2 separate regions of the Sus scrofa genome follow, and region 1 is linked to region 2. A link is a contact called in public HiChIP or PLAC-seq data. All regions are on one chromosome and are shown on one strand. The core of a region is the stretch at or near the end of the contact, and the rest is flanking DNA. Distances in the headings are between cores, read along the strand shown.

The links. HiChIP or PLAC-seq counts read pairs in DNA pulled down with a chosen protein or histone mark.
Region 1: an H3K27ac HiChIP or PLAC-seq map of alveolar macrophages shows a contact between it and region 2. The contact joins the promoter of SRP72 here to the promoter of AASDH in region 2. A contact is called at or near these places in 1 of 5 promoter capture datasets (liver), 6 of 47 Hi-C or Micro-C datasets (blood, heart right ventricle, liver and 2 more) and 2 of 2 datasets of contacts at active chromatin or transcription factors (alveolar macrophages and skeletal muscle).

What each region holds. Positions count from the first base shown.
Region 1 is chr8:55,727,809-55,730,508 of Sscrofa11.1, forward strand. It overlaps SRP72 (signal recognition particle subunit SRP72), which reads left to right and starts at 1,394. Exons shown (of 20, transcript XM_021100536.1): 1 at 1,394-1,550. The coding sequence starts at 1,439.
Region 2 is chr8:55,644,186-55,646,885 of Sscrofa11.1, forward strand. AASDH (acyl-CoA synthetase family member 4) reads right to left here and starts at 1,336. Exons shown (of 15, transcript XM_021101363.1): 1 at 229-1,336. The coding sequence starts at 237.

The DNA of each region.
Region 1 (2,700 bases), core at 144-2,643, 84 kb after region 2:
TCTGAAAGTCAGATATAAATGGCTTGAAACGTGTGACAGTTATGCAGGCAGCAGAGGTCCACAGCTCTCCTGGTGATTTGTACTAACTCACAAGAGATCGTACCCTCCTGAGGCAGAGTTCACTGGACCATTAGTGCCGTTTCTCCACTGCACATAGGGACCACAGATGGAATGTGCCAGGCGCCATGGGACATAACCAGGAGCTGGACATCGCTTCTGCTCACAAAGAACGCAAAGAGTAGGGGAGAAATAAGTAAAAGTCCATTCAGTTAAAAAGTAGCGTTCCAACTATAGGCCAGGAAACGTGCTAAATCCTAGGGCCACTAGGAATTGTAGTCCCTGTGGAGAGACGGACCTTAAACGAGCAGTGCTCAGGGTAGAGAGCTCCAAGAGGGTGTCATGGGGGAACTGCTGCGCAATCAGAGTGCTAACTTGTTCTCTGGAACCAGAAGGACACAGCGATATAGAAAAGGCATTAGCTAGGCTGCTGGGAAAGAGGCGGGGAGTGGCAGGAAGCGGTAAGATGGTGCCAAAAATGGGTCTGCAGAGGAGGCGTTCAATGGAAGAGCCTGTCATTCTCCGGAGGAGCACACTCCTTTAGGTACTCGGTCCTGACCCTCAAACACATCCTAACCCCTACATTCCTGTGTCACTCCAGCGCTTATTGTGCCCGGATGCGTAGGTATCATTTATCCTACAACCCTGATACGTCACCCATACTTTATGGTGGCGAAAACTGGGACTCTGACATCCCGCTCCGTCAGACATCTGGGGGGTCGCAGAGCCAGGAATGGTACCTGGGTATTCTCGCTCCAAACTCATTACCCTTCGGGCCTTAGTGCCCACTGCTCCCGACCTGGCAGCCGAGGGGGATTCACCAAACATGCTTGGCGCCTGGAGAGTCTTTGCTTTTTCTGTGCCTTTCCTCATGTTCGCTTCTCCGCCTGGATTACCCAGAACCAGCCCCAGGTTTTCCGAATCCCCTGCCCAGACCCCCTTCGGACGGTGATTCCTCGGGGCAGTTCTAGGCAGCAGGAAGCCGACTCGGCCCTGCCCTCCCCTAGCGAGGCCTCCCACGGCTTCCAGCAGTGCTTCCCCACCACACAGGCCTCCCCTAGGCTCCGGGGACTGCTGCCCAGCTCCGCCTCTGCAGGCACGCTGCGCCGCCACCACCCCGGAAACGCACGTTGCGCCGCCGCCGCCCCGCTACCCGCCCCCCCGCCCCGGGCTTCAGGGGTTGTTCCTCCAACCCGCTCCAAGTACGGCGCATCGGCTCTGTCTACGTGCACTCCTAGCTCTACGAACCACGCCGGCGGAGCCGACACCGCCTCACGGTTCTGGGTGCCTCCGACCCCCGAGCCCCGCGGCCCCGGCTTCCGCTTCGCGCGGACCCTCCGCATCCTCTTCCGGGTCAGAGGTCGCCCGCGTCCCCGCCAAGATGGCGAGCGGTGGCGGCGGTGGGGGGGTGTCGGTGCCTGCACTCTGGAGCGAAGTGAACCGTTACGGCCAGAACGGCGACTTTACGCGCGCTCTCAAAACCGTCAATAAGAGTAAGTGCCCGCGTGGGCGCCGGGGCCGGGGGAGCCGGCCCGCCGGGAGGATGCGGCCTCCTTCGGGGGCGCGTGACCACCTCCCGGCAGACCCGGGGAGGGGAGAGCCCACCGCCGCCGCGGCTGGAGCGCCCAGCGGACGCGGGACGCAGCCCCTCCGCGTCCTGGCCGGCCCTGGGTCCGTGGCGGCTTCAGGCCACGTTTGCTTCCCTCTCTACCTTCTGCGCGAGGCCAGGGCATCTCTGAAGGGACTGCAGCTGCCGGAGTCCCCTCCAAGGTGTTTTTATTACACTGCACTGTTTGCACGTCCAGTCTTGCAAATGCTCCATTCCCATCGCGTCCTTTTCGCCCGCCTTTTAGCGGGGTGATGAGACAGTATCGCTGAGGGGCCTGTTCTCTTGGGGCGCAGCGCGGGGAGGCAGCGCCTAGGACACGTCATTGGGAAGCTAGCACTGACGAGGTGGAAGCCGCACCCACTCGGGGTAGAGGCTCGGGCTGGATCCGACGTCCGCAGACAGGCCCGCCCCACACCAGAAAAAGAGTGTGTAAAAGCAGTGACGTTTGAAATAACCTTGCAAAGCAAAGTTTATCTGATCATTTCGAGTCAGCTCCTCCGATATGACGTTCAGCCCATATTTTATCCTTCGTCATCCAAGTGTAATACGGCCATGCTTTTTAAGCTCTGTCGAGGTAAATTTTTACCTGAAGATATTCCCTGTATTTGTTAGGTGTGGAAATGTAGTTACAGAAATAACATACGAGGTATTTCTGTAACATACAAGTGTGAATTTTCAACAGCCTTTACTGTTCATCCTTTAACAGTGGGTTAAGGATCTGGCGTGGCCGTGAGCTGTGGTGTGGGTCGCAGACGCGGCTCGGATCCCAGCGTTGCTGTGGCTCTGGCGTAGGCCTGTGGCTACAGCTCCGATTAGACGCCTAGCCTGGGAACCTCCATATGCCTTGGGAGCAGCTCAAGAAAAGGCAGAAAGACAAAAAAGAAAAGAAAATTGAGATTTGGCAGTCAAATGACTTGTCCAGGACCTCAAGGCATTAGTGACAACCCTGTACTCAAAGCTGACATTTGCTTCCAAGTTCTATGTGAACTTTTTTCTTTTGCTGTGAAGTAATGAAATATGTATGATGTAGCGTG
Region 2 (2,700 bases), core at 86-2,585:
AAAGTCAGTCTACATTTTAAAAAATGCATTATTTCAAAGCAAAAACATATACAGCAGTTAACTGTCCACACAAAGACCACTAAAATTACTTGACAGCAAAGAAAAGGACAAGACTCTAAAATGAGTAAAATTACTTTAGAAAATGCCATTTTCATGACAAATTCCAACATTCCCCACAAATATCTACACAATTAAGATTTTTTTTTTTTTTTTTTTTTAGGGCCACACCTGTGTCATATGGAAGTTCCCAACCTAGGGGACACCACAGCCACAGCAAAGCAGGATCCCAGCAGCGTCTCTGACCTTCACCACAGCTCAGGGGCAACGCTGGATCCTTAACCCACTGAGCCAGGCCAGGCATCAGAACCATGTCCTCATGGATACTGTCTGGTTCATTACCCCTGAGCTACAACGGGAACTCCACAATTAAGATTTTTTAATTGCTAGTTTCCCACTGGATGCTACAGAGAATTAAGGCAACATCTATTCTTGTTGTCTTAAGTTTTTATTTTCATTAACTGAATCATAAATACATTCGCTCCAACAGAGAGTACTATACTTACTGGATGCCCAAACACTGGGACCATATAAGGAAAAAAAAAAGAACAAGCAAAATCTGATAAACAGATTATATGTGTAACAGGATCATTCAGTTTTAGGACAGCTGCTATTTTATTTACATCTGTAGAGGCTGATACTTAGTCATCAGAGGTCTTGGTGACTTTCCTAAATGGTGACTTACCATTTTAAAGATTGATAAATAATCTAAAAGCTTATTTTCCCGTATCCATCGGCTTTTTAATTTAGATTATGCGACTACGTTAACAGCAATGCACTTTATAGCCTCCAACAGATTTTTTTCAATTGCTTTCCAAAACCACGCCAGCAAGACGAGGTAGACATTTCCATGCGAAAGGAGCAGAAGGTCTAAGGCAGCAGACCGAAGAAAGCACAGGGCTCCAGGGCAGCCTGTGCACCACTCCATCCACCAGGCACCACTGATAAACGGCCGAGACCTGTCGGCGGCCCTGAACCTAAGCAAACTTGTGCGCAGCCAGCCCAGGTGCTGCCGCCCCACTCCTCCCTCACACACGTCCGCCTGGACACTGCCTCCCGCGGAAGTCCAGTCTGAAGGCCTAGCGGGGAGAGGTCAGCGGGAAGGGGGTGGCGACGAGGTCCCGACAGCACAGCCCCGACGCCAGTTCACGCACACAGACAAACCAGCGCCCCGGGGGGAAGAGCCGGCCCACCGCGCGGCCCGCAGGGTGCCGCACAGCGCGGGCTCTCGCAACAGCCTTCAGCGTCGCCTCGTGACGTCCTTCCGCGGCGCCTTGCTTACGTCATCGCGAGCGACCCGGGAAGGAAGCGTCGCCCCGCCCCGCCCCGCCTCGCCCCTTCCTGGAAGTGCCGGGCCAACCAGAGAAAAGAGTTGGTGTGGGTGTCGCCAGCTCCTCTCCTTTCAAGTTTCCGCTCTAGTATAGAGGCGTTGAGGGCAGCTTCCAGGGACTTTGGAGCTGACCTGCTTGGAGTTGCACCCTTTTGTGCTTGCCAAGAAACCTCAATTCCGGGCAGCTGCCTCCTCGTTTCTAAAGTGGGGATAAAGCTGTCCCGGGGGGTTGATGTGAAGAGCATTGAAACCAGAGTGAAATACGCAGGGGACTGGACTTCATCACTTGGACAAACAAAAAAAACCCTCCCCACATTGCGGAGACTGTGACTGTAGCAGTGAAGCCCGCAAACGAAGTCCCTAACATTCAGATGAATTTAAATAACAAAATTTCAGCTTTCACTAGGAGCTATTAAAAAGCAGGTTTGAGGGGGAGAGAGTAACTTGAGCCACAGGCCTGAATAAAAATCTATTTTAACGAAGGTGTTGTAATTGGAAGCATGCAAGTTAGTTATTTACAATGTCAAGAGAAATAATAGTAATTTTTCTAAGCTATTGTGCTGGTAGCAGAGAGGAAGCTGAAACTCAGTCCCCCTAAAACCGAGTTCCCTTATTGAGTATGATTAATCTCCTCGGTAACTTTATTCCCTTTCCTGTTCCCTCTGACCTCAATCCTGTAGTAACTGAACACTAGTCAACCAGTCAGATGACAAAGATCACTGTTGTTGATAACATCATTCATATACTAAAATCGCTGTTGTATATATTGTCATCACTAACACACAAACTTAGATTGTTTCTCCAGGGCAAGATGAGCTCACTGACCTGGATCACCTGGCCAGAGACTAAACCTGAGACAAATTGACTCCCAACTCAGCAGTAAGAAATGTGACAGAAATGGTGATTAATCCCATTTTCCTTGTTCTTCCCCCTTTAAAGCACCCCTCGCTTACAAACCAAGACTGGATCTAAGACCTGTCTCCCACTCCCTTGCTTGGCACCCTGCAAACAAACCCCTGCTGTTTTGTAAACACTCTCTGCCAGAGAGTTTGGCTTTGGCATTCTCCTGTGGTGCAGCAGGTTAAGGATCCAGCAGTGGCTTGGGTGGCTGCTGTGGCACTCCTGGCCAGAGAATTTCCACATTCTGGGAACCCAGGAACAACAACAGAGGGTGTGGCTCTCTGCTCTGATGGCACAGGAGCCCTTGCTCAGTTATAAATGATCAGGGTTCCGGCTTTGTTCTGCCTAGAGCACTGCAAAGGCAGCCTGGCTTCCATAATACCTGAAAAGGCACAGGGTTCTCTTCAACACAA